Regions from separate parts of the Mus musculus genome. Here regions 1, 2, 4, 5 and 6 are each linked to region 3. Evidence: chromatin contacts called from public Hi-C and promoter capture Hi-C data. All regions are on one chromosome and are shown on one strand. Each heading gives the region's core, a stretch centred on a gene start, on an enhancer-like site or on the middle of the called end of the contact. The rest is flanking DNA. Distances are from core to core; before and after follow the strand shown.

Region 1 (4,730 bases), core at 112-2,611, 4.7 Mb before region 3:
AACCTGCCCAGCTGGCAGAACTGAGGTGACAGGACTCTTATGTCACAGAGGTAGTCCCATTTTTCAGATGAGGAAATCAAGAACCAGACAAGGCCCGGAAGCCAGCAGAGAGCAGTGGCTGAAATCTGGATGGTGCATATGACCCCCAAAATCTTCTGGCTCCTTTCCATTCTGCTCTCCACCCACCAGAGTAAAGCAGAAGGGTACAGAAGCGACAGTGGGAACACAGGACACACAAGACACAGATCCCAAGTGGGTACAGCAACAAGCAGGCACACCTCAAAGAACCCAGCCTCACCTCACCTTCACCCACTTCCAACTATAAATGAAGAAACTGAATCCCCCATCCCAGGGCACAATCCTCACTCAGGAGCACCAGTTTGTCGATGTAGCAAGACGGAGACAACTCTTTGGCCACTGTAGATCCCAGCTGTTATTTCTGCAAATACAATAAGCCCAGGTGAGCCACATGAACAGCACCCAGTTACCTGGGAAAGCACCCAGAATCCCAAACACAAAAGCTGCCAGGTAGCAAACCACGGAGCATAGACACCCCCCCCTTTCCTCTGTAATCCCCACTATGCAACATGGAACAGAACTGTCCCCAGAATCTTGCCCTTGGTTATTTCGAGCCCTCACCGAGCTTCTCTCTGCACAGTGGCTTTGTCGACCTCCTCAAAAGTAGTAATCAGAACTCCACACCACCCCTCTGCTGGTACCCATGGGAAGGCCAATTACAGGCACCCGGGCTTCAAGTTGCTCCCGAATAGCAGAGCACTTACCCAGGCATCCTCTCCCTGGACAGTGGGTGTCCATCTCGGAGTTGAAGGGAGTAGGGGGTTCCAGAAGCTGTAATCTGTCGACCCAAGGAGCTTCCATCTGTCTCCAGGAGGGCTGCGCAGTCTACAGCCTGGCAGGACAACGGAAGCGGCTGCGGCGCAAGGCAGGGCGGGGCAGGGGGACCCAGATGCTGCACCCGGGGTCCTGGGGGAGTCTCAACTTAAATCCTGGTCAATGGATTCGCCTTGGTAGGATGCTAAAAACATGGGACACAGGTCGTAAACACCGACCCACTTTTTGTAGGCGACAGACATGGCTTTGAGGCTTCAGATACTCAGACGGTGAAAAGCACGCGGCTTGAGGCCCTCCCTCCTCTAGACCCAGCAGACCAGCCGCCCACCGACGGCCCGCAGCCCGGTTTCCTTGATGGAGGAAACGGCGCTGCCCATGCACCTTGCACTCACCTTGGTGCCCTGTATTGGGGAGACGAGCCCGGGAACATGCGGGATGTCTGTAGATTTGGGCGGATGGCAATGGCCAGAGAGGAAACACATCCACGCGACAGGAAACTGTGGTCTTCACGATGGGCGCTGGCGGAAGAACAAATGACAAAGCACGCTGCAGCCTAGAGCAGCATCTCCGAGCGGCGGGCCCTCCAGCGCCCCCACGAGGAGAGGAGACTAACAACTGTTTGAACATATTAAGTTAATTTTTTTTTTTTTTTAAACAATGATACGTTTTAGGAGGAAACTGTCTCTCGTTTGCCGTATTTTTTCTGTTTGTTCTGAAGCAGACCTCTCTTACAAACTACTGATTCCACAGCACATGGCTCAGTGGTGTCACAAAGGAACAAATGATGACTTTAAACACCACCACACGAGGTCAGTAGTGGCTTGAGACTGGCATGTGGAAGGGATGAGAGCAAAGAATGAATGCTTTGCTAAAAGTCTACCTAAAAATCATAAGGCCGATGGGACGATTCCCTTAACCAGAAAAGTCCTGATCCAAGTAACAGATGAGAGACAGATGTTTGAGAAGGAGCTCACGTGTTTCCAAGTCTTCATACTCCCAAACTCTGCTTGGATCCTAGGCCAAATGTGGCTCTTGGCCCTATGTACAGCAGCTCTGCCCTTGGGGCTGAAGAAGGAACTCCACTGAAAGAGTCCAAATGACCTCTGAGCCAGCCATCTCTTCCGCCTCTAAGGGTGACTTAAAGACAAAAGATAGTCTGGGCTGGAGAGATGGCTCAGTGACTTAAAGCAATTGCAGAGGACCTGAGTTCAATTCCCAGTACTCATACAGAGAGCCTAATGTTTGTCTGTAACTCCAGTTCTAGGGGATATGACGCCCTCTTCTGTACATTGTAAACACTGCCTGTAAAAGTGGTACACATAGTATTTCAGGCAAAACACTCGCAGGCATAGCATTAAAAGAAAGAAAGAAAGAAAGAAAGAAAGAAAGAAAGAAAGAAAGGAAGGAAGGAAGGAAGGAAGGAAGGAAGGAAGGAAGGAAGGAAGGAAGGAAGCCAGGCGTGGTGGCGCACACCTTTAATCCCAGCACTTAGAAGGCAGAGGAAGGCAGATTTCTGAGTTTGAGGCCAGCCTGGTCTACAAAGTGAGTTTCAGGACAGCCAGAGCTATACAGAGAAACCCTGTCTCAAAAAACCATTAAAAAATATATATATATATTATTAAAATATATATTAAATATATATTATATATTAAATATGTATTATATATTAAATATATTAAATAAGTATATTTAATATATATATATATAATATATATTAAATATATATATAAATATATATTAAATATATATTAAATATATATATATATATTTTTTAGGGCTGGTGAGATGGCTCAGCGGTTAAGAGCACTGACCACTCATCCAGAGGTCTTGAGTTCAATTCCCAGCAACCACATGGTGGCTTACAACCTTCTACAGTGAGATCTGATGCCCTCTTCTGGTGTGTCTGAAGACAACTACAGTGTACTCCTATCCATTAAATAAATAAATCTTTTTTTAAGAAATTAAGGCAAAAGGTAGATGTATTTTTATGAATTTAATACTGTAACAAGATATTGTGTCAGCATTGTCATGGTTAATATTGCCAACTTGACAGGATTCAGAATCACCTAGAAGACAATAGGCTAGGCACATCTGTTAGGGACACCAAGATTAAGTTAGCTGCTGGGCTTGTTTGTAAAGGAATGATCTAGATTATACCAAACAAGATGAGAAAGCCCACCTTAACTGGGTGTGGACAGCACCATTCTCTGGTCTGGGGTCTTGAGCTGAACAGTGGAGAATTAGCTGAGCAGTAGCAATTGTTACTCTTTGTGTCCCAGCTTTGAATGCAGCATGACCAGCCATCTCAACCAGAACCCCTCTCCCATGATAGACTGTACCCTCCAACTGGGAGCCAGAATAGCTTCCTTCCCGATCAGCTCGCTTTTGTCAGCGTATCTTACAGAGCAATGAGAAGGCAACTGATGTCATCATATTGGAGTTTTCTTTCTTTCTGGATACTGGAGGTTAAACCAGCACTAAATGTTTCACCCCCGCTAGGTGATTGCTTTGTCACTAAGCCCAAACACCAGCCCTCTTTTAAAATTTAATTTTGAGGGGCTGGAGAGATAGGTCAGCAGTTAAGAGTACTGACTCCTCTTCCAGAAAACTCAGGTTCAATTTGCAGCATCCACGTGGCAACTCACAACTATCTGTAGCTCCAGTTCCCAGAGATTGCCCACCCTCATGCAGACATACATGCAGGCAAAACACCAATGCAAAATATATATATATATATATATTTTAACTTTGAGATGGATCTCACTAAATTAAGCAGGCTGACCTGGAAGATGCCATGTGGGGGGAAGTGAACTTTCTGGAAGTGATCCACCATTTTGCACAGCTGTGACAGATGTACTACAGAGAGTCACAACCCCTGGGGTTTTGTTTCTGGGTTGTTTCTTGCTACTCCTGTTTGTCATTGCTGTATTCCTCCTGTATCTGGCATGGTGTGAATGGGCGTGAAGAGACCCCCATTGCTTATAGTCTGGTGTGATGGTTTCATGGGAAACAGCCCACTCTACTGGTCAGTCTTTCTGCAGATCAATGTAAAGATGAACTTTCATAGGATAATGCTATTTAGATGAATTAATGATTTTCCAGAATACTTGGCTTGATTTAAACAGTTTTAGGAGGTGAAGGTAGTTGATAGGAAGGTTCAGGAGATGGATTAGGTTGTTTTGCTAGGAAGGTTAATAAAAAAGATAGAAGAGTAGAACGTGCCCCTCTTTGTAGAGTAGTGGGGCTGTATAGACTAGGAAAGGATACCGTGAGCTTTCATGCAGTACAGGCACATAGTTGTACTTGCGGAAAGTAAAAGAGGTTTGAGACAGGTTAATGATCAAAGAAACATTCGGCCTAGGTTGGATCTGAGTTCCTTGATCTTGTGACCTAAGGATTGTCACAGGTTTTGGTTTGCACCATGAAAAGGCAGGGTTATAAATGAAGAGTAAATAAGTGTGGAGAATAGATGATAAGCCAGTTTAGCTAAATAAGGTTTCAAAAATAAAATAAGATAAATGATTTGTTTCTTAGTGAATACAAACTGCCCTCAGCCAAGTATAGTGAAAAACTAGCTACCATAGACTTGGCTTGGTTAAACTTTTGTTAATAAACAACAAAAGAATTATTGCCCTGAAGTTAGGATGAATTTATGGAAAGATAGATCAGAAATGCTCAGTTAGGTATGAGTTTCAAAGGAAGAATATAACCAGTAACTTCCTTTTGTGTAATTTCGTTTTGTGTGATGATTTTAATCTGTTTTGAAGAATATGTTTTTGGAGACTATGTAACTTGTGTGTATGAGATAATCTTTTTTTAAAAGATTTATTTATTTATTTATTTATTTATTTATTTATTTATTTATTTTATTGGTTTTT
Region 2 (4,389 bases), core at 1,725-4,224, 4.2 Mb before region 3:
GACCAGATGGCTCACTCCTACTGAAGACATCTATTTCCAAACCAGGTGCCCTGCAGTTCCCTGTGAGCTGTGGTTCCTTGCACCCACCTATGCTCCCCAAACTATTAGAAATTGGTAGCTATCACCAGATTGTGAATTTCTGGCCAGTAGCTCAGGGAATTGGAATGAATCCTAAACCCAGGTCTACTGAAGACTTTGGGGACATAATTCTTTATCAAATATACAGCATTAATGAAGCTTCTCTGTACTATTTGATTAACTTGTAGACTTTTGAGAAGCTTGCCAGAGTGTGTCCCTCAGCCAGGTGTAGTGGCACACATCTTTAATCCCAGCACATAGGCGGCAGAGGCAAGTGGTTGTATTTCTGAGTTCCAAGCCAGCCTGGTCTACAGAGTGAGTTCTAGGCTAGCCAGGGCTACTCAGAGAAACCTTGTCTCCAAAAAACCAAATAAAAAATAAAATAAAATATGGCCTCTGGGTTGGGTTAACACAGTCTAGCTTTGTAACAATGTGAGACTCTTGGTTCTTAGTGTTCTATACCCTCTGGTTCTGGGCGTTGTCTCCCACCTGTTCTTCTAAAGCAGGATATTGGGATATTTTCCAGAGGGGCCATCCTTACACGATGTTGGGACTGTCTGAACTGTCGCTATTTGTAGCCTGGTGATATCCCCTTCTTCCCCAGGGCACAGAAAAGCCAAGGGTCATATGGCCAGGGCCAACAGCTCCACTAAAGTGACCCACCACTTTTCTAGAAAGCCCGAGACCTCTCCCTTGTTGACCAGAGGGCCTGCTTCTCATGGGCACTTCAAATGCCACTGTGCGGGGCCTGGCTCTGCATACCTAGGAAAAGTCTGCAGACACCCAGCCCTCCGCAATAATTCACCAGACCAGAAGCCACTGATGTACAGAGAACACTTAAGAAAAAAAAATGTATTTTATGTGAAAAAAAAGTTAAAACTCTGTATACTGTATCAGCAGCTTTGTGTAAAAAATGGCAATCAAAAGAGTCTAATATATTTAAAACTTTTTTAAAAAAATATTCTCATGGATCTTTGATATCGTTCTGAAGCAGCTCCATGCCTCCAAGATGGGGTCTGACCATGTCACCAAGGGGCCTGTGCCTCTGGAGTTACTTCCAGCTGCCAAGGCCTGTGACGGAATTCATTGCTATGGATTTTTAATTAAGATTATTAAATTCCTTTTAATAACACCTGCTGGTCTGACTGTGGTTACTGCTGTGCCCTCGTCTGCATGGGACTGGTTTGAGTTCCACAAGAGATCGTGCCAGGGAGGCTCCCAGACATGGCTGCACCCAGAAGGCTCCCCGAGGAGGTCCCCAAGTCAGGGGAGCTTTGGGGATTCATAGGTGGAACTAAAGAGGTTTCTAGATTGGGAGATAGTGGTGAAAACTTATGAATTTAAGGAAAGATAGGTGGTCAGTGTTGGGCTTTATCCTGTCAAATATTTTCTTCGAAGTCACGTGATATCCTACAGCAGCAGTTTTATTACAGTTTGATTGGTTTATGTTATTTATGTTACCAGGGTGCTCCCTTCCTCTGTTCCACTGACTTGTCCTGGGCCTTCCCATGTTCCTCTCTGGGCTTTTTCCTTTAGCTTATAGTGGAGAGCAATGCTCTACGTCATTCAATGGGATCATAGATTATGATCTCTGATTATCCTTGCTTTTAACCCAGGAAACAGAGGCAAAGACACTGTGTGACTGTACAGCCTCAGGCCTGGCCCCTGTCCTTATTACATGCAAGAGCTGGTTCGATTTGATAGAGGAAGGTAGTCTTCTGCATCCTGGATGCCAGAGTGGGGACACAGGAAGCTCTTGCCTTTGGGCTTGAATAACTTCCCTGAGAAGGCTGGAACCAGGGAAGGATGAAGAGAGGGAGGAGATCCTCACAGCAGTACTGGTTTGTTTTAAGTTTACAGAGGTAGAGGCAGGGGGTTAGAAAGCCAAGGTCATCCTTCGCTACAAGATATGAGAAAGGGAGAGAGAGAGAGAGTGAGAGAGACCTTTAAGCGAAGAAGTAGATACCACAGTGGATTAGTATATAGATGTATATGTATGAGCATATATGTATGTGTATATGTATATAGATATATATGTGTATGTTTGCAAGGTCTTCTGTGACCTCTCTTAGGATTGACACAGAATAAGATGGCTTCGAACTCCAGATTCTCCTACCCTAACCTCCCATGTGCTGGGAGTGTGCCACCACCCCCAGCTCTGCACCACTGAGAAAAAAAGACATTTATTTATTTTTATTTAATGTGTATGTTTGTGTGCTACGTATGCATACAGTGTCCGTGGATACCAGAAAGGGCATCATCAGATTCCCTGGAAGCATTATAGGTGGTTAGAGGTTGCCAGGGGAGACAGTGCTAAACCCAGATCCTCTGGAAGTGCTCTTAACTGATGAACCACCACTCCAGGCTCTATCTCTGTCTCTTTGTCTCTCTTCCTCCCCATCTTTTCCCTTCCTTCTCCCTCCCCCTCCCTCCGTCCCTCTGTCCTTCTCTCCTTCTCACTTGCTCTCTGTATTGATAAGTTAATGATTAGATGCAGGGTGGAGTGGCAATGAGGCTGATCACACCAAAATAAGCATGTCCAGGAGCAAGTCCTACCCCTAGTCCGAGTCCTTGAAGCACCATGTTATAGGGCACTCGGCAGGGGGCGTGCTCGGACAGTGCGGGGCTATGTCCCGGGTTGGCAGGGTTCTGGAGCCGCTAGGGCGGGGTAAAGTCAGATTTAAATTCCGCTCAGCCATCAGGCAGTGAGAGCAGAGGGTGGGCGGGTTCTGTCTCAGGAGCAACCAATAGCAATGAGGGGGCAGAGCCTTTGGTACGCATGGGAGACATCCAGCCAATGGGATTGCTGGGGCGGGGCGGCGAGCCAATAGAGCGGGCTGGTTTGATTCAAAGATGCCTATAAAAACTCAGACTACCACCGTAGACAAGTGGATCGGTTCTGGGCACTGCCATGGCTGCTCGCTTCGAGCTGTTGGACGACCTTCCCGCGGCCTGCCTGTCTCCGTGCGGACCGCCCAACCCCACGGAGCTGTTCAGCGAGGCGCGGCGTCTGGCTCTCGAGCAGCTGCTGGCCGGTGGTCCCGACGCCTGGGCCGCCTTCTTACGGCGTGAGCGGCTGGGCCGCTTCCTCAACGCCGACGAGGTGCGCGAGGTTCTGGGCGCTGCCGAGCGGCCGGGCGAGGATGGGGCGGCGGTAGCGGAGGACTCGTTCGGCTCCTCTCACGAATGCTCGTCGGGCACCTACTTTCCGGAGCAGTCGGACCTGGAACCGCCGGCGTTGGAGCTCGGCTGGCCTTCCTTCTACCAGGGTGCCTACCGCGGTGCCACGCGTGTCGAGGCTCATTTCCAGCCCCGCGGCGCGGGCGCCGGAGGCCCGTATGGCTGCAAGGATGCGCTGCGCCAGCAGTTGCGCTCCGCCCGAGAGGTGAGCGGCCCCCTGGCAGCGGGTAGGGGAGGAGCATCGGCCTTCTGAAAATTGAGTCATGTCGTAGTTCCAACTTCTGTTATTGGTACCCCTGGAACAGAGCGACTGTTAGTTCAAACCAAAGTGGATTGCAGAATTCCAGGGACGTCAGCTGACATTAGGTCTCACTTTCAGGAGCTAAGTAAAAGCTTAGTTTTACCCAAAAGATGATACCCGGAGACCATGGGGAGATCTGTAATTACCACTTTTCCACGCTTCTTAATGTTGTAGACAGATAAATTCGAGCAGTCGGTTTATCTCTTTCACTTCTGTGAGTGAGTCTGGTGGGAGATATTTTTAACCCACAGTGCCTGGGACTGTTCCAAGTAGCATTGATCCAAAATGCAAATATTTGTGCTTTAGATAAGCCACTGGTTACAATGGGTTTTTATCTTAGCTAGTGTCAGACTGCCCGATTGGCCTGGGGTGGAGTATAGAGTCTGGCCTGCCATAGATCAGGGAGAAAGGGCTCCACTTGGGAGGGTGTGGCTACAAGTTTGCATGCTGGTGAACACTGCTCCATTCCCAGACCTTTTGACTGCCTGGAACATGACGGGCAAAGCCTCAGACCATGTCAAGACTTAGTAGGCCTGGCACCGCTATATGTTAGGGTGCGGATCAGGTTGACATCACCAAGTCTAGGAGCAAGTTTGCGTTCTGTTTTTGTCTTTTGTTTTTTGTTTTCCTCTCTGCAAGACAAGGTCACTGTAACCCAGGCTTACCTGGAACTTACAGGCTTCAATTTCAGGCAATCCTCCTGCCTCTGCCTTCCTAGTGCCAAAGCCAAAGTTCTGATGCTGGTTCTGTACCTGACAGGCAGGACTTTGAGGATAAGAGTGTAGGTGACCAAGCTGTTCAGGGAATAGTATGGCTATGGCTGGATTCAT
Region 3 (4,658 bases), core at 686-3,185:
CAGTCAAGAATTACTATTAAGCTTTGATACGGAAAGAAACTGGTTCTTATCTTTCCTAGTGTGGGTTAACTGCTAGAGGTGAGACACAAGGAGAGGACAAATCTTCCCTCTTACAGGAGGGTGACTGTCCGAAACCTGAACATGCTGCCAGAAGTCCACAATCAGCTGTTCTAAGATTGTAAAGTCACAGAATGCTTCACCAAGATAGAAAATGAACAAGTATACTATGAAACTGACATATATATATATATATATATATATACATATATATATATATATATATATGAATATCCCATTTCAAAATTTGTATTGATGGGGGCTGAAGAGATGGCTCAGAGGTTAAGAGCACTGGCTGCTCTTCCAGAGATCCTGCGTTCAATTCCCAGTAACCACATGGTAGGTCATAACAATATATAATGAGGTCTGGTACCCTCTTCTGGTGTGCAGTCATACATGTAGGCAGAACACTGTATACATAGTGTTCTAAAATATATCCTTTTGAAATTCGTATTTGGCCAGGCGATGGTGGCGCACACCTCCCAGCACTTGGGAGGCAGAGGTAGGCAGATTTCTGAGTCTGAGGCCAGCGTGGTCTACAAAGTGAGTTCCAGGACAGCCAGGGCTACACAGAGAAACCCTGTCTTGAAAAAAAACAAACAGAGCAAGAGAGAGAGAGAGAGAGAGAGAGAGAGAGAGAGAGAGAGAGAGAGATTGAGATTCATATTTGTATGTGTGTGTGTGCGCGCGCGCATAAACATGCCACAGAATACTTGTAGAGGTCAAGAGGACAATTTACAGAAATCGGTTCTCTACTTCGATTATGTGGGACTCGGGGATTTAACTCAGGATGTCAGGCTCAGCCTTTTTACCTGCTGAGCCATCTCAATTCAATCCATAATCCTCATAATAAACCTTTAGAATCTATCCTCAATTTACACGTAGAAAATGCTCCAATTAAGCAGCATGTTCAAGTTCACCAGATACAAGTCATTTCTCAGACACCGGACTTCGGAGCAGCTGACTCTAAAACCCTCAAGCTCCTTCTGCAACTTGGTACAGTGAGAGAACTGCTCCAGGAGCTGCTCCCGGTCTGGTGTCCTGGCACTTCTAGTACACTTACAGTACCGAATGATCCCGTGACTTGCCCAAGTCCAGATCCTGATCATTTGCATCCTTAATTGCACACTTGATCATTTGCATCCTTAATTGCACACTCTATTCAATTCTGCAGCACTCCACTAGAAAAGTTTCCTGGCTGAGACTTAACTCAATGGTACAGCTCACGATGTGGAAGGCTCTGGATTTGATCTTCAGTGGGAGAGAAGAGATCGTTCTCTTTCACACTCTTTCCCACTTTCTAAAATCGTCATAACCACAGTCGTGAAAAGTGCCTTAAAACTTGTGTATTTTAATATCCTTAACGCATACTGCTCTGTATTAAGACATAGATGAAAATAAAAACTGCTGAGCTTCCTACATGTGCCTGCTCCAAGTTTTGAGGCTGCAGAGGCTTTGACTACAAAGCCACAGACAGCCCTCTCTCAGTGAAGCCTCTGCGGAAGCAAGCGTGTTTCCCGTTTCCATGGCAACCGTTGGCCCAAGCCAGTACCTCTTCCCGAAACGCTTCCCCAGCTCCACAATAGTACTACATCTCCGGCGCGTCACCACTCCCTACCCCAGCTTCTACTTCTAAATTTTGGTAAGACCTGGCATTTTAGGTCTCCTGATCGCTACCCGGCAAGAGCCTGCCCGGAACCTGCGTCCAGGCCAGGCCGGGGCGTGGCTTGCCGCAGCAGTCCCCGCCCATAGGCAGGCCGGAATTCCCGGCCTGGGGACCTACCATCTTATTGGTCTTTAATAGCAGTTGCTAGCAAATGAACAATATAGGTTCCCTATTAAAAAGTGACTCCTTCAGTTTGGATACAGTCTTTACCGGGAAACGGGCCAGCCCAGCGCTAGCCCCGAACCCCTACCCAACAGCCCCCAGCGTCCGCAGCCACCAGACACAGCACGTCTGTCGCGCTGTCGTCATCACGCCACGACGGAAGTCACTCGGGGCCCGGAGCCACGCCTTCTCGGCGCGCGGCCTTGGATACCTGGCGGCCTCTGGCCTCAGGTAAGGAGAGGTCGGGTTGTGCGGGCCGCCAGGTCGTTGGTCTGGCTGGAGACGATGACGGCCTCGCCATGCCGCTCTGGAGACCCCTAGGCCAGCCTTGTGGGAATCCCGAGGTCGGCAGAGGTAAACTGAGGACGCGGAAGTGGGCTGGGAACTGGTCCTGGCGATGATGTAGAATTTCTAGCTCCTCGGACTGCGCGGATTTGTCGTAGTCCTGTAGAATATGAAAAAACCTAGGATGGGGAGCCATCAAATCAGACTCAGCTATCGTTGCAACCACGCTTGGTGTTTTTCGTCACTTTGGCAAAATTTAGTATACCATGTTAGATTATTGAAGAAAAAATAAGAGAATGGTTGGGCAGTGCTACCCAAATATTGTTTCAATATTCTTATTATTACCGATTTTTAAACCTTATCCTATTCTTAGGGAAACTCATTTCTAATTCTAATAGGACAGGACCCCAGATCTACTGCTCCTTCAGAAGGAGGTGGTGGGGTTAAACTACAGTAAACTGTTACCTCGAAGTGTATTCTTCCGTTAAGAGCAATTCAGTACTCAGAGAAGGGTATTCACTTTTCCCAGAAATCTGCTCCCACCCCAAATACGTCTCAAAAGCAGAAAAATATAAATCTCAGTACTGTGATGTTTGGGTTCTTTGTGGCACCGTGTAGTAATAGGTCAATATCACTAACATGATCGTTGTGACGTTCTAATCAGGAAACTGGAGAAGGCAGAGTACAGCATTGTAGGTACACAAAATGAAAACAAGCATGTTCAAGTACAGCTCTGTTAGCCGGCTGTGATGGCACACACCTTTAACCCCAGCTTGGTCTACAGAGAGAGTGACAGTGCTACACAGGAGGAACACTGTCTCGAAAAACCATAAATAAATAAACAAAGAAAGAAAGAAAACCGGCTGGTGAGATGGCTCAGTGGGTAAGAGCACCTGACTGCTCTTCCGAAGGTCCAGAGTTCAAATCCCAGCAACCACATGGTGGCTCACAACCATCCGTAACAAGATCTGACTCCCTCTTCTGGTGTGTCTGAAGACAGCTACAGTGTATTTACATATAATAAATAAATAAATCTTTAAAAAAAAAAAAGAAAGAAAACAAGCAAAAAAATAGCCGTGTCATGTGAAGTCAACATGACAAAATGTTTTCAATTTCATTGAAGGGGTTAAGGCTGCAGCTTAGTTAATAGACTGCCTGCATGAGACCCTGGGTGTCTGCCTGGTCCTCAGAACAGGGAAAAAAAAAAAAAAGTCATTTGAGAGGCAGCGGCATGGCGGCAATGTGCCTGTAATCCCAGCACCCAGGAAACTAAGGCAAGACATTAAAGAGTTCAAGGCCGTCCTCCACTGCACAGTGCATTAGAGGCGAACCTAGATTATAGGAGATTGTCTCAGAAGAAACAGTATATTGAAGGTCTCTCCTATCAGCTCTTAAAACATGGATTGGAATTGTGCAGTCGCCTAGTAATTTAGGTAAAAAACAATGGTACCCAATATGAGCATCAGAGTAGTTTCAAATGGACCAAAAATAGTTTATATATATATATATATTTCTTTTTTATTTACATTTGTTTGTTGTGTGTATGTGGTACTGAGTGCTCATGGAAGAGAAAGGACGTCATCCTATGGGTGTTTCAGGCTTGGGGGCAAAGTGTCTGCAACTACTGAGCCATCTCTTCAATCTACAAGTGGACGTAAATTTCAGTGTTAAAAAATTATATCATAGGGCTGAAGAAATGGCTCAGTAGTTATAAAAACACTGGCTGTTCTTCCAGAGGACCCAGCTTCAAATCCCAGTACCCAGTACACATGGCAGTTTACAACTTCTGTAACTGCAGGGATTGGACACCTTTATACACATAGACATACACTTTGGCAAAACACCAATGCACATAAAAAGAAAATACATAGCACGTTTGCCTGCACAAGACCTACAACAGATTGGGCCTGTCAACATTGTCTCGTGGAGGGGACAGGTCAGGAGGCCTTGCCCCTCCCTGAGACTCTGTGGGCACTTAAAAGTTGCTGGGACAGGGGAGACATTTTCTTCAATGGTAAGGCATCACCACACATTTCTCACATTCCCACAAGCAATCCAAACTATGGTTATTTAAAAAAAAAAAAAAAAAAAAAAAAAAAAAGACATGAAAGTAGAGGGAAACCTGTCTGGGAAGAAGGGAGTCAGTGAGCGGGCACAGGAGCTCATAGGGAGAGGGTGGTGCAAGTACCTTATGTGCATTCTCGGAATTATCACATTAATATATGCTAATACATTTGTTTGTTTGTTTGTTTGTTTGTTTCGAGACAGGGTTTCTCTGTGTATCTCTGGCTGTCCTGGAACTCACTCTGTAGACCTGGTTAGCCTCTAACTCAGAAATCCGCCTGCCTCTGCCTCCCAAGCGCTGGGATTAAAGGTGTGCGCCACCACCGCCCGGCCTAATAAAAATCTTAATAAAAAGGAGTTATATCACAAAAGCCCAAGAAAAAGACAAAATTGGATATACTTAAAAATCTTACCACAGGGAAAG
Region 4 (4,327 bases), core at 1,671-4,170, 4.6 Mb before region 3:
GATGGAGGAGAAACTTCTTATGTTCTTCCTTGCACAGTGGGAAACCATGGATGACAATAATTAATGAAATATTTCAACATACCCATCGAAGAGCAACTGAGCCCTCTCAACACAAACAATGACACAATAGATACGCTAATTACCCTGTGTGATGGTCAGTTTTGATTGTCCACTTGTCACAGTCTAGAGTCACCTGAGAAGAGTCTCAAGGACAGATTGTCTAGATCAGGTTGGCCTGTGGGGATTGTACTGACTAATTGATGCAGGAGGACTCAGCCCACCGTAGGTGGCACCATTCTCTAGGGTTGGGTCTTGGACTAAGAGTGAACTTGAGGACAGCGTAAACATGCATGCCATTTCTATCTGCTCTTGATTGTCGATGTGACTGGCTGCATTGAGTCCCTGCTGCCTCAACTTCCACACAAATCATGGACTGTAACTTGGAATTATGAGGTAAAGAAACCCTTTCTCCTCTAATCTGCTGATCAGTATTTTACCACAGCAACAAGACACTAAATTAAAGCGCTCTGTCTAGTGTTCATTGCTTACACATTTCTGTCTACTATACATTGTTTGCATAGGTTGAAACGCCACACTGGACTTTATAAATATGTATACCACGTCCAATTACTAGGTGTCAATAAAAAAGAGTATTAAAGCATGATTAAATTTCATGTTATAACGTGGAAAAGAATTCCAGTTCACATTTGTATGTACTATGGCAGCTGAGGTACAGATATATGTGAAAACTTCTGGGGCTGGAGAGATGGCTCAGGGGTTAAGAGCACTAACTGCTCTTCCAGAGGTCTGGAGTTCAATTCCCAGCAACCACATGGTGGCTCACAACCATCTGTAATGGGGTCTGATGGCCTCTTCTGGTATGTCTGAAGAGTGCAATGGTGTACTCATAGATATAAAATAAATAAATAAATAAATTTCTAAAAAAATGTAAAAAAAAAAACCAAACCAAACCCAAACCAAAAACTTCCTAGCTGGGTAGTTAGGAGTTTTAAAACTTCTATTTGTTCTACTTCTATTCTCTTTTACAACAGTTCATTTTTGTGTATGAAATAAAAATGATAAGAGAGCCTCGAGTTGGAACTGAGCACAACTTCTTTCCCTCATTTAAAGGAATGGAAACCTCTCTCCCCTGTAGCTTCCCTACAAAAAAACTAAAGAACTAAGTCTGCCATGAATTAAACTCTCAAGGTGGAGGGACTAGAGGTATTTTCATTTTTCCAAGTCCTTTTTTTTTTTTTTTATTTTGAGACATGGCCTTATGTAGCCCAAGCTGGCCCAAAGCACTCTGTGTAACAAGTTCAAGGATGAATATGCTACTACATATGGTTTGTGTAGTACTGGGAATCAAACCCAGGACCTCAAACACACCAGGCAAATACTCCACCAACTAAGCTATGTCTGCAGTTCCATGTGCTTTAAAAAGATTCCCAGTCCTCCGTGTCTGTCACTTTTCCAATTCCCATCACCCACTCCTCTTCAACCCTATCAGTCTGATCTTCCATAGATGTTCAATATTCGGTGTTAGGAATGTGGTCGCAAGTAACAGAAAACTCAATGGATTGTGGTATAAATAAGGCCCACCACCCTCTTTAAAGCAGGAAAGGAGTACAGAGTCCATGCAGTTTCCTTGGTGTGTCCTAAAGAGGCAGGTTTCTTTGCCTTGTTTTACATTTATAGTAGAGTCTTCTGCAAGATCTCAGAATGACTGCCACATCTCCTGGCATTGTATTATACCATGGTTCCAATCATGAAGTTGGGGAAAGTTGAAGGACACAAAATTTCTCAGGACTTCCTTTATATCCTAAGTCTCCCTTGGAACTTTGGTTTATGCTTTATGGACTAGAACTTTGTTTCACTGGTATGCTGTCAAGCAGGGGAGGGGGCTTTGCTTTTTGGCCTCTGTAGTGTAGAAGTGGGAAGGAGAGAGGGGCTTGGAATAGTGACCATGTGATAAAGCACTTATCAAAAACTGTCTAATTGAACTTTACTGCTTCATCCACACACTGTCCTGGCACATTGTTACCCACCCCTTCCCCTCTTCCTGTAGGTGAGGTTGTGGTCTTAAAGAATCCTTGTTTTATCTCTTCTACGAGGGCACTAGTTTCTTCTTCACTCCTACTTGGTTCATGGTCTCTTCTGAGGATGACAGTCACCGTTTTCTCTGCTTTCCATACAAATGTGTTTTTTGCACAGCCTAACACCCTGATCCCTCCACCTCTGAGTTCCAAGGTCAGTCACAAGGCCAGGCTCTCTATGAAGCTGTCTCCATCCCTCTTTCCTCTCAGCCTGACACGTGGGGAGTACGTCTAAAATGTTGTTACTTTCCTCGTGGAAGTTGAAACGAAATTCTTGACAGTGGTACTGTTTGCAAAACGTCCGGTGCATGGCAGGTGCTCGAACTTGTATCTCTTGTTAGTAATAGCTTATCTCCCCGATCAGATACAACTCGTTGGTGACAGGTTCTGAATCATCCTTTTAAAGCACGTCAGGCCTGGCGAGGACATTGCCCATAATAATGCTGCGCCCATGTAATAAGGGGCTGGGCAAAGGAAGAGCTACAATGCTGAGATGTGAGACATTCCTTTAGCCTGAATGGTAGCCAACTTTTCATAGAGAAGCCCCTTACTCTTCTGCACTAAGAACATGTAGAAGCCAGATTGCTTCTGGAGCTGGCACCGCGATGACGTAAGTGTCCGTCACTTTACTCCTCCCACTCCACCGAAGCCCGAAAGGGGGCGGTGTGGGCAATCGCGCTTCGCGCGGCCCTCTGGGACGGCTGCGCACGCGCAGCTTCCGGCTCCAGGCTCGGAGACTTATTTGACGCTGCCCACTCGGTCCCTTCAGAAGTCGCGGGTCAGCAGCGCCGCGCAGGCGCAGTAGTCCCTTCGGCTGGGGAATTATTTGACGCCACCGCCCCTGGCAGTCGGAAGTTGCTTGAACGGAGCCCAGCCGGCCGGCCAAGCGACCGGTGTTCGTCGTCCCCTGGGCGCCCTGGGAGAGTCACTGACGGGTGGACGGACTGACTGCCGGTGGAGGGCCGGCCGGGGCAGTGGCAGCGCGGGCCGGATGGCGCGGGTCGCGTGAGGCGGCAGGCCGAGTGCGGCCCGCGGTGCGCCCGCCCAGCGATGCGGGCCCCGCCCGTCGCCTCAGGTACGCGGCGGCCGGCGCGGTGCGGCCGGACCCTCCCCTCTCGCCGTGCTTTTTTTTTTTTTTTTCCCTCTCCTCAGCAGCTACTGAGGCAGGGGCTCTTTGAACCTCCGCTGCTCCCGGGGCCGAGCGTCGGCGGGCGCATTCCTGGGTTCTGAAGTGGCCGCACCGGGCGCGGGAGCACAGTCCTGGCCCGCGGATTCTGCCGGGTGTGAGCGAACCCGGGAGGGTCGGACTGGCGGAGCGCCCCCCTGGCAGCCTGGGGACAGGGGCGGGTCTGGAGTGGCAGCGGCAACTCCGGGGAGGATGCGGTCCACCGAGGGGCAGGTGGAGTTGCTGCCGTCCGGTGAGGATGCTACTGCCCAGGGCACGGTGACGCTTGCGAGGAGAGTAAACAGCCACCCTCCGCAAATGCTTGCTTTCCGCCAGGCCCAGGCCAGATAGGGAATTTGAGCACCCTGCACGGCAGGACTGTTACCCCATTCTACGGACCAGGCAACCGAGGCCCAGAGCGATCGGGCGCCTTTGGTGCCCAAGGTCATAGAGCTGGGTAATTTGAACTCAAGCAGCCTTGACAGTCCGATCCAGGTTCTTAACCAATTAGGTCATTGGATGTCCAACTTTGATGCACGGTAAAAATCACTTGGGGAGTTTTGAAAAGATTCCTGGTGCCATAGCACCTCAAACTAATTAAACCACCATGTCTAGAGGGTAGGGGGAGACAAATACTAGTATCTTTCTAGTATTTGTCTTTCCGGAGATCCCCTAGTGGTTCTGGGCTATAGTGAGGTTTGACAAGTGTGAAAGCATGTAATCTCAGAGGTCTGACAGTGCCTCTCCAGTTTATGTGTGCAGGAGGATGCTTGTTAAGATCGTGGATTCCACTGGCAGAAATTCATATTGTCACTCCCTTCCCCCCAGCGCGCCCTTGTTCTATTGCTGGAACTCTCCATTTCTCTGCCTCAGCCTCCTGAGTGCTAGGATGGTAGCTGTTCACTAAGAGAGAACTTTTCCTTAGATCCACAGACTACCACCCCTTTGGTAGGTAGGCCTCCTTGAGGGTGAGACCCAATTATGGATTCTTAGCAGAGCTTTTAAAAAAAATGTATACATTCCTTGCAAAAACTGTTGGTTTACAATTTCCCATAATATACGGCAC
Region 5 (4,599 bases), core at 852-3,351, 4.4 Mb before region 3:
AAGTAGGTAAGGCCCAGGGGAATTTGAACTGATAACAGTACAACCTGCAGGCACCTCTTGGTGTAAAAGCAATGGGTGCTCTTCCTGGAAAGTGGGGAGCATGAACTATGGCCCGAGGATGGAGCAAACTAAAACCTGGGTTTCAGCAGGGTAATGTGACTTCAAATTTCTTTCGTGTGTGTGTGTGTGTGTGTGTGTGTGTGTGTGTGTGTACATATACCATGCATGCATGTGGAGGTCAGATGACAACTTGCAGGAGTCAGTTCCTTTCCTCCACCCTGTGGGACCTGTGATCAAATTTGGGTTGTGAGGGCATCAGTGTCTTTAACTGCTCACCATCTTGATGGTCCTCTGTTTATTTACGTTTTTTCTTTTTAAAAAATGCAAAAAAATAAAATGGCAAGGACAGGATCTCAGATCCCCTGGCTGGCCTCCATCTCACTGTGTAGCCCAGGCTGGCCATGAACTGTAAGATCTAGAGTCTAGATCTTTTTGTTCCCGCATTCCAGGTGCTGGGATGGCAGGCCCGTGCCACCGTAGTGGGCTGCCACTTTTTTTTCTTCCTTCCTTCCTTTCTTTCTTCCTTTCTTCCTTTCTTTCCTTCCTTCCTTCCTTCCTTCCTTCCTTCCTTCCTTCCTTCCTTCCTTCCTTCCTTCCTTCCTTCTTTCTTTCTTTCTTTGTTTTTTTGTTTTTCGAGACAGGGTTTCTCTGTATAACCCTGGCTGTCCTGAACTCACTTTGTAGACCAGGCTGGCCTCGAACTCAGAAATCTGCCTGCCTCTGCCTCCTGAGGGCTGGGATTAAAGGCGTGCGCCACCAAGGCCGGCTTTTTTTTTTTTTTTTTTGCCACTTTTCTTAAAACGTCATGTAAATAAACCAGCCTTCAAAGTGCAGGGCTAAAGCTTAAAAGAAGAAAGAAAATACAGCAATCAAGAAAACAGAAAACTTGAGTTGTCGTGGCGTGCTTGGGGAAAGAGGAAAGAGAAAAAAAAAACAATGCTGGAGTGGTGATCAGGGTGTCTAAGCCCCAAACAACAGCTGCAAGCTGGGTGGTGGGTGGGAGAGGGGAGGATGGTCAGCAGGCTTTCAGGGCAATCTTATCGGGTGGAGCCGTCCTGGTAGGAATTCAGTCAAATGTTCAATCAGGCAATGGATAAAATGAAGACACTTAATCCAGTCTCAAAAAAATTATCTCCCACTTGATCCAGTCTCAAAAAAATTATCTCCCATATCCTCTTCTGTATTCCAGAAGCTTTTATAGAATGCACTCCAAAACAAGGGGTAAACTGGTGTGTCTGTGTGTGTATCTGTGTGTGTGTGTGTGTGTGTGTGTGTGTGTGTGTGTGTGAGATGTCAATAACCCTAATACATAAAAGGCTGGAACAGGAGGATGGCTGAGAGTTGAAGGCCAGCATGAGATACAACGACATGATTAAAAACAAAAACAAAGACAAAACCAAAAACAAAGCAGGGCAGTGGTGGCACACGCCTTTAATCCCAGCACTTGGGAGGCAGAGGCAGGCGGATTTCTGAGTTCGAGGCCAGCCTGGTCTACAGAGTAAGTTCAAGATAACCAGAACTACACAGAGAAACCCTGTCTCAAAAAAGCAAACCAAACAAAACAAAACAAAAAGTGAAATATTCAATCTTAAGTAGACAGCTTGATGAATTTTTACAAACTCACTAAATATTCATTTTAGCTGCCACTCCCAGAAACTGAAGTTAGTAGTACCTCAGAGTTTGGAGTTTGACTGGGCCCTTGAGGGCCCTGAGTTCCATCCCTGGAACCTATTGGGTGAAGAGAACAGGCATCTTGGCACGCTCCCACACCCATCACGCAATAAATAAACAAATGAACAGAAAAAGAAGTCAAAGGGGAAGGAGATTAGCTTAACACGGTCACAAAACTAAGGGCTAGATCTGCAAGGCTATGCAGACAGAGACCAAGGGAGAGTAAGGGGACAGGGAGGGGCGGAGTCCAGCCCAGTGTGGGTGGAGCCTTTGGTCCCTTAGTTAGAGCAAGGGGCGTGGCTACGCCTCCATGTTCGGAGCTGGGGGCGGGGCTCGTGGACAGCCAGTTAGCGCGAAGAGGCGTGGCCACAAGGAGGCTGTTGCGGACAAGCTGGAGCTACGGTTGGACTTGAGGCCTGGATCAGCGGGGAATAGAAACCCACAGAAAGTTCTGGAGCGCCAGGCGGGAATCAGGTGCTGAAACCAGCGAGTCCTCCCGTAAGGAGGAGGCTTCCGGACGCTTCGGGGCCCAGAGACTCAGACGCGGCCCGGGGTTTCGTGACGCACTCGGCTTCGGGGCGGGACCGGCGCTGGCCAAGATGGAGGCCAACGTGTTCCGCTTCCGAGATGCCCGCTCTGCTCCGGATCCCGTGCTCGAAGCCGGGCCGGTGGCCTTCGGGTCGCAGCCGGTGCCTCTGGTGCTGGACAACGGGTCGTTCCAGGCTCGGGCCGGGTGGGCGTGCCCCGGGCCGGACCCCGGTCCCGAGCCTCGCCTGCAGTTCCGCGCCGTGTGTGCGCGCGGCCGCGGCGGGGCGCGCGGCGGGCCGGGGCCGCAGGTGGGCAACGCGCTGGGAAGCCTGGAGCCTCTGCGCTGGATGCTGCGCTCGCCCTTCGATCGCAACGTCCCGGTCAACCTGGAACTGCAGGAACTGCTGCTGGACTACAGCTTCCAGCACCTCGGCGTCTCCTCGCAGGTGAGGGCCTGCCGGGCAGGGCGCGCTCGGCTTCAGCCGTCATGCCAGGCAGTAGGGTATTGAACACAAGTTCGTCAGCCTTGTGCTAGGAGCTAAGGGTACACCACGAAGTCTTTATCTTCCAGAGGATGGGCTGTCTCAGGCACAAGGGTCCAGTTTGCAATAGTCCAAGTGAGATGAGTTTTACCAGCACCAGTCCGATCCTGGAAGTATTTTGAAGATAAAACCAACGGGGTTTATCAGTTAACAGTTTAGCCAAAGCTTGACTTAATAAACTTAAAATGAACCGGGCATGGGTTCACGGCCCTTTAATCCGGGCACTCGGTAGGCAGAAGCAGGCAGATGTTTGTGAGTTCAAGGCCAGCCAGGGCTACACAGAGAAACCTTATCTTAAAAAAACAAAAAACCAACAGACAGACAGACCTACGAAAAGCTTAAATTGATCATGTTATTTTGGCTTCCCAAAATAATCTCCAATAGAGATGAAATGTATTCTTTAAAATGGCCCGTGAGCACCTTTTAAAAGATGTATTATTTCAAAGTTATATGTGTGAGAATGTGTACAAGAGTGTAGGTGCCTTAGGCAGGTGATCTTCTGTGACTGGAGTCAGAGATTAGGTGCTGGGAAACAGAGTTGGGTTCTAATGTGTTCTCTCTAGTCCTCGTGTCTGGCCTTGAGTGTCTCCCTCCACGACCTCGTGTTTTAAATTAGAGTTCAAAAGTAAATTCTGTCCTGCGTAAGGATTTGGGGTTATTTTTGCATTTCATGCATGCTTCCGTTTGTCTCTTTGTGCTTGTCTTTCAAAGTAGGGCTGCGTTGATCATCCCATAGTTCTGACAGAGGCTGTGTGTAACCCCCTCTACTCCCGTCAAATGATGTCGGAGCTCCTTTTCGAATGCTACAGGATCCCGAAGGTTGCCTATGGGATAGACAGCCTCTTCAGCTTCTACCACAACGTGCCCAAGAATGCCCTTTCCAGCGGCCTCATCATTTCATCCGGCTACCAGTGCACACACATCTTACCGGTCTTGGAAGGGAGGTGAGCTGTGCCGTGGCATTGTGTGGGAGAAGCATCGTTTTAGGGCTGCCTGGAATCATGGGACGTAAAAGGTGCCTGTTGGAAAGTCTGGGAAGTGCTAGGTGGTTTAACTGAGCTGGGCTCAGACCTACATCAGTGAGTGCCTTCAGAAGTTACTCTACCTGCCCTTTGGGACCTCCTGGAGGGACTTCAAGTTGGTCTTATGTCTGATTGACAGTTATACAGTGTTACAATTCTGATTTATGGGGGAACAGTTAACATGATACCTGCCCATAGGAGGCATTCAGTAAGCATGGTTTGAGTAAGTTATTCCATTATATTTCTTTCTTTCTTCTTAAAATTTGTGTGTGTGCTTATGCATGCAGGAGCACACCTGTGTCTGTCTGTCTGGATTTGACAGTGCTTGACAGGAAGCTGGAAGCAGAGAACTGTATAAGGGCATTGGTTCTCTGTTTCCACCATGTGGGTCTTAGGAATTGAACTCAGAGGTCCTCAGCCTTGACAGCAAGTGCCTTTACTGCTGGGCCATCTCCCTTTCTCTTAGTTGAATCATTTAATTTAGACCATCTTGGTATTCTGGAGTTAATTTTTAATTAAGATTTTTTTGCCCCCCCCAAAAAAAAAACTTGCACTGCCAACTCTTTAATTCATATTGTCCATACCTTTTATTTTTGGTTACATTGCCTAATACATACTAGGCAATTCTAGAACTGTTTAGTAGAATAAAAGACAGAGATGGTTTTAGTCTGTTCATGTCTGAGTTTAGTTTTGTTTTATTTTCTTGTGTGATGAAGCTAGCATTGTGCCCTTAAAAGTTCCCACATTGCCAGAAGGGCTGTGTGCCGCAGGCAGCG
Region 6 (4,539 bases), core at 1,100-3,599, 4.2 Mb before region 3:
AGATGGCTTTACCAGAGAATTTTCTTTTGAAATGTCTGATGCTAAAAAGATTTGAGACATTGATTTGGCTATCTTGTCACCCCATTACACCTGAGAGAGAAGGCAGCAGAACACAGAGTTCTGGCTATGTCACATGTCCTGATGTCTTTCGGTCAGATACTCATAGACTTTTTAATATCTATGAACTACTTTTATTCATTATGCTAGTCTCACCCTGTAGCCCATGCTGGCCTGGATCTCATTATGTAGCCCCAACCTGGCCATAAACTCTTGGGGATCCTCCTGCCTTAGCTTTCCCAGTGCTAGGGTTACAGGTGCAAGTCACCACGCCTGCTGCACGAAGCATTTCTACTGACCTGATATTGGTTTTCTACCACTTGCATCCATAATGTCTACAAAGGCATTTTTCTTTCTTTCTTGTTTTAGTTTTTTTGAGACAGGGTTTCTCTGTATAGCCCTGGCTGTCCTGGAACTCACTCTGTAGATCAGGCTGGCCTCGAACTCAGAAATCCACCATCCTCTGCCTCCCAAGTGCTGGGATTAGAGGCGTGCACCACTACCGCCTGGCTACAAAGGCGTTTTTCATGTATAAATGTTATTTTCTATATGAAGGACTTTAATGAAAATATAAAAAAATACACCTACATGTAGGCAAAATCATATACATAAAATTATTTTAAAAAAGGAATTCCCAGCATAAAAAGAGAGGCAGATTAACTTTAGTTCAATTGCACAAGTCTTAGGGTAAAATCGGCTTGCAAGTCCTACTCTACAGGGGGAATGTTTGATAGTGGAAGGAGAGAGGTCTTGGAGCTGCTCCTTCAAGGATCTAAAGCAGGGGTGAAGCATTCTCCACAGAAGGATTAGCATGTGCTGAACTTCATTTAATTATTAAGGAAACAAATCAAATCTAGAAACGAACGTGACATAAACTCAGATTTTGCTCGTGTGGTATATTTGCCCTGGCAGTTGAGCTAATGAGAGCCGATTCCGACCTAGTGCCTGCAGTGTCTTGCACTGTGTTAGGTCCTCTGCCCCTCATCTCCTTTAACACTTCTTTAAAGCTCAGTTTACAACTGAGCTTAAATGTCAGCCAGGTGATGGGCAAGCTAAGGATTCTGAATCAGGGTTACTTGTTTCCAACGCTTTCCGTAATTTGCCATTTCCCTCAAAGAATGAAGCATTTTCTTTTGGAGCTCTAAAAATGTATAGATTTTAAAGCCTCTTAATTTGTGGCTTCCTTGAGCCCAGCACAACTGTTCCATCCAGTAGAGGATGGAAACAGATGCAGAGACCCACAGCCAAATATTAAATGGAGCTTGAGGATGGGGGTGGGAGTGGGGGAGGAGTGTGTGGAAGAGTTGGGGGAAGGACTGAGGGCCCAGAAGAGGACAGGGCCTCCAAAGGAAGACCACCAGAGTCAACTAACCTGGACCCTTGGGGGCTCTCAGGGACTGAACTACCAACCAAAGAGCGAGCATGGGCTGTATCTGATGCAGAGTCCCCCAACAACTGGAGCAGGGGCTATCCCCGAGTCTGTTGCCTGCCTGCAGAGCCCATTCCCCTAACTGGGCTGACTTGTCTTGTCTTAGTGGGAGAGGATGCACCTAGTCCTGCAATGACTTGATGTGCGGGAGGTGGGGGTGGGGGATGGGGAGGTAGAAAAAGAGCATTTGATTTATAAACGGTTGCCTTGGAGGGAACACTGGGTGAATGCACTGGCCTCACTGATCTGATTTCTAGTCTCATCTTCCGGCCCAATGTGCTCCTGCGTTCCCACTTTGCGACATTTCTCTGAAGACCACAAGTTGCCTGTATCATTTCGGCTTTACTTGCTGATAATAAGCATCATTCTGTTTATCCAGCGTTTATTCATTTACAGTTTACCCAGCCCCACCCTCGCCTGGGAAACAAGAAGCTACAGTTCCAGGGAACACAGCAGCATTAACTGAATCATCAGACGCAGGAGGTCGTTACCGCTATTATCTCTCAGTATGAAAATAGGAGACTAAAAGAGACGCAGCTGCGATAGCATGTAAACACGAGCATCTCTCAGTTCACCGGGGAAACCCAGCCTCTGCTCACACTCTTAACGCTGGTGAGTGACAGCCTGGGAACACAGCAGCGCATTCCTAGAAGTTAGTGGCAACCCAGAGTGTCCAAGCAGGGTAGAGCAGCCAATCCGAGAGACAATATGGCCGCGCGGCATCACGTGGGCCAAGGAGAGGCCCTCAAAGGCAAGCCAAAGCGAGCTGCGATCACGTGATCCATAGTGGGGGGGGGGGGTGTTGCCGGAAGGCGTGGCTTCTTTTCGCTCTACCCGCCCCCCGCAGCCCCCGCGGAGGCTGCTGGCGGGCCACGCCCCTTGAGCCCGGAGGGACTCGCGCGGGTCTAGAGGGGCGGAGTCTTCTTCGTGACCTTTCACCCCAGCATGGCTGCGCCCTTGGGACCAGTGAAATTCTGGAAACCGGGTAAGGCAGGGCAGGGAGCCTGGGTAGATGCCCGGACATGACTTTCGGCCTGGGGACCCACCCGTGGGCCTGACCGGGGGAGGGCTGGGCACCACTCCTCCGCGCGCAAGGATGCTGCAGCCCACGGTGGTCCGGAGGAAGTCAAAGGCCTCCCTAAGCTGGGCGGAAACTCTGGGTGACCTTGTTGGAGTTTCTTAGCCTCCTCGGCACCTCTTGAGATGTAGAGTCCTGAAGCGCCCGTGTGTATCTTGCTGAAGTCCTGGGGCAGCATTGGGGCTCGAGAGGCAGTGCAGCTCAGTGGCTTAGAAGCTTGGGTTATGGAGTCAGAGCGCCCAGGTTCAAGGCTGCCTCTCTGCCTTGCATCAGTAGATGGAGAACCTTGAACTCTGCCCCCATCCCTCAGAACATCGCTCCCCTCACCTGGGAAGTGGGCGGAATACGAACACCTGTCCCGTGGGCGTGGAGTAGGGGGAGTACGTAGTCCGACTTAATGGCTCATAAAAGAGAAAATGTATTCCAGTGTTTTAGGGTAGGTCTTGCCCACTCTGAATGTTTACCACAAAGTGAACGCCCTCCTTCCTAGTGGCTGTCACTTTTCCTGTTTTGTAGGCTAACAAGTCACCATCTTTTGTTTTTGCATTTTCTCAGGTCGGGTTCTTGTTGAAATACCAGACCATGATCTGTGTAGGATGCGCCTTTTGTTCACGCTTTTCTTATAAACTAAACCAAACCAAGCTAAACCAAAACACTGTTTCTTAACTGGTACCAGCCTCTGCCCTTACTTTTTTACACATTTTCTTTTTTTCTCCTCTACCTGCACTCCAGAAGATCTGGGTGTATACATTATATTGTGATGATGATAGTTTGAGACAGAAAAGGCAACAAGGGACAGCTTTTAAAGAGTGTTTTAGATGCTCCCTGGAAATCTGACCATGTGCCTAAGTGTTAGAGAAATAAACTCATGAAGGTGACACATAATTATTTTTTTTTTTTTAAATCTGAACTGGATATGGTAGTCCATGGCTGTAATCCCAACACTTGGGAGGCAGAGGCAGGAGGATCTCTTGAATTTGAGGCCAGTCTGGTGTATATTCCAGGACAGCCAGGGTCACAAAGACATACCCTGACTCTCTCGTTTGTCACTTTCATGACTCAGCATTTTCAGGCATCAGCTGATTGTCCACCCCAGTAAGTAATGAGTTACCAACTTATTCAAGAGTTAACCAGCAGACCAAAGAGTTAAGTCTAATAGAGGCTTGGATAAATTGCCAAAACTCAGACCCGGGTACCATTTTGGTTAAAGAACCTGGAACTGTTCTGAACTGTTCTACAAGTCTGTCCCATTGTTTAGTCCATTACTGTATCGAGAGTACACTTCTGTCGTCAGTCAGGTCGTGAACACGTACATGCCTGGGCTCAGCTCTCAAGGTGTGCTCTCCAAGTTACGTGTCCATGAGAAGAATGCTAAGCAAGGCAGAGGGGTGCTGTAAGGAAGATGGCCTCAAGTACTGGACTGCAGTGCCTTCCCTGCCTGGGTGACTTGCAGAGCCACACAAGTGCTCCAAGTCTCTGCTTCCTTATCGGTCATTTGTCATAATAGGATTGCTGTGAGGATTAAATGAGACAATGCACAAAACACCCGTGGTGCTAGGTACACAGCTATTATAATTGTATTAAGGTATAGGAGAGGGAGGGAAAGTGCAGTGTGAAGAATTGGCTGCGTCGTAGAGATGGTAATGGTTTTGGAGCGAACACTGAGCGCTGAAACAAGTTTGTTATGGCTTGTTTATGGTGAGGTAGAGAATGGCTCTCCAGGCCATTGAAAGGATTTGTGTATTAAGGATGTCCCCAAACCCCCAGTATGGAGTACTGTGATGGTATATGTGGGTATATTTGGGGTGTGGCAGGAGATGGTGCTGGAAAGGTAGGAAGGGACTTCATCTTGAAATGTCTTTCAAGAGTTAAAGAATCTGAGCTTCTGGGCCAGTGAGATGGCTCAGAGGCAAGGGTGCTCTCTGTGAGAGCCTTAGGGCACCAGCTTGATCCTCATAAGTCATGTAATGGTGGA

Evidence for each region. Promoter capture Hi-C pulls out the DNA fragments that hold promoters and counts their contacts. Hi-C and Micro-C count contacts between places; a contact is called where the count stands out from the background.
Region 1: a Hi-C map of B cells shows a contact between it and region 3, with 5 read pairs. The contact joins the promoter of Snhg17 here to the promoter of Ift52 in region 3. A contact is called at or near these places in 1 of 39 promoter capture datasets (pre-B cells) and 1 of 484 Hi-C or Micro-C datasets (B cells).
Region 2: a promoter capture Hi-C map of pre-B cells shows a contact between it and region 3. The contact joins the promoter of Fam83d here to the promoter of Ift52 in region 3. A contact is called at or near these places in 2 of 39 promoter capture datasets (cranial neural crest and pre-B cells).
Region 4: a promoter capture Hi-C map of pre-B cells shows a contact between it and region 3. The contact joins the promoter of Ralgapb here to the promoter of Ift52 in region 3. A contact is called at or near these places in 2 of 39 promoter capture datasets (cranial neural crest and pre-B cells).
Region 5: a contact with region 3 is called in a promoter capture Hi-C map of pre-B cells. The contact joins the promoter of Actr5 here to the promoter of Ift52 in region 3. A contact is called at or near these places in 2 of 39 promoter capture datasets (cranial neural crest and pre-B cells).
Region 6: a contact with region 3 is called in a promoter capture Hi-C map of pre-B cells. The contact joins the promoter of Dhx35 here to the promoter of Ift52 in region 3. A contact is called at or near these places in 2 of 39 promoter capture datasets (cranial neural crest and pre-B cells).

The regions. Positions count from the first base shown.
Region 1 is chr2:158,360,161-158,364,890 of GRCm38.p6, forward strand. It overlaps Snhg17 (small nucleolar RNA host gene 17), which reads right to left and starts at 1,362. Exons shown (of 6, transcript NR_027887.1): 1 at 1,245-1,362; 2 at 783-910; 3 at 304-439. RefSeq lists a cis regulatory region at 1,294-1,570.
Region 2 is chr2:158,765,125-158,769,513 of GRCm38.p6, forward strand. It overlaps Fam83d (family with sequence similarity 83, member D), which reads left to right and starts at 2,975. Exons shown (of 4, transcript NM_027975.2): 1 at 2,975-3,463. The coding sequence starts at 2,990. Ppp1r16b (protein phosphatase 1, regulatory subunit 16B) reads left to right here. Exons shown (of 11, transcript NM_001159662.1): 11 at 1-1,210.
Region 3 is chr2:163,015,418-163,020,075 of GRCm38.p6, forward strand. Ift52 (intraflagellar transport 52) reads left to right here and starts at 1,936. Exons shown (of 13, transcript NM_172150.5): 1 at 1,936-2,116.
Region 4 is chr2:158,406,933-158,411,259 of GRCm38.p6, forward strand. It overlaps Ralgapb (Ral GTPase activating protein, beta subunit (non-catalytic)), which reads left to right and starts at 2,921. Exons shown (of 30, transcript NM_001291138.1): 1 at 2,921-3,171.
Region 5 is chr2:158,622,812-158,627,410 of GRCm38.p6, forward strand. Actr5 (ARP5 actin-related protein 5) reads left to right here and starts at 2,102. Exons shown (of 9, transcript NM_175419.4): 1 at 2,102-2,705; 2 at 3,516-3,745. The coding sequence starts at 2,331.
Region 6 is chr2:158,792,458-158,796,996 of GRCm38.p6, forward strand. It overlaps Dhx35 (DEAH (Asp-Glu-Ala-His) box polypeptide 35), which reads left to right and starts at 2,350. Exons shown (of 22, transcript NM_001372513.1): 1 at 2,350-2,471. The coding sequence starts at 2,432.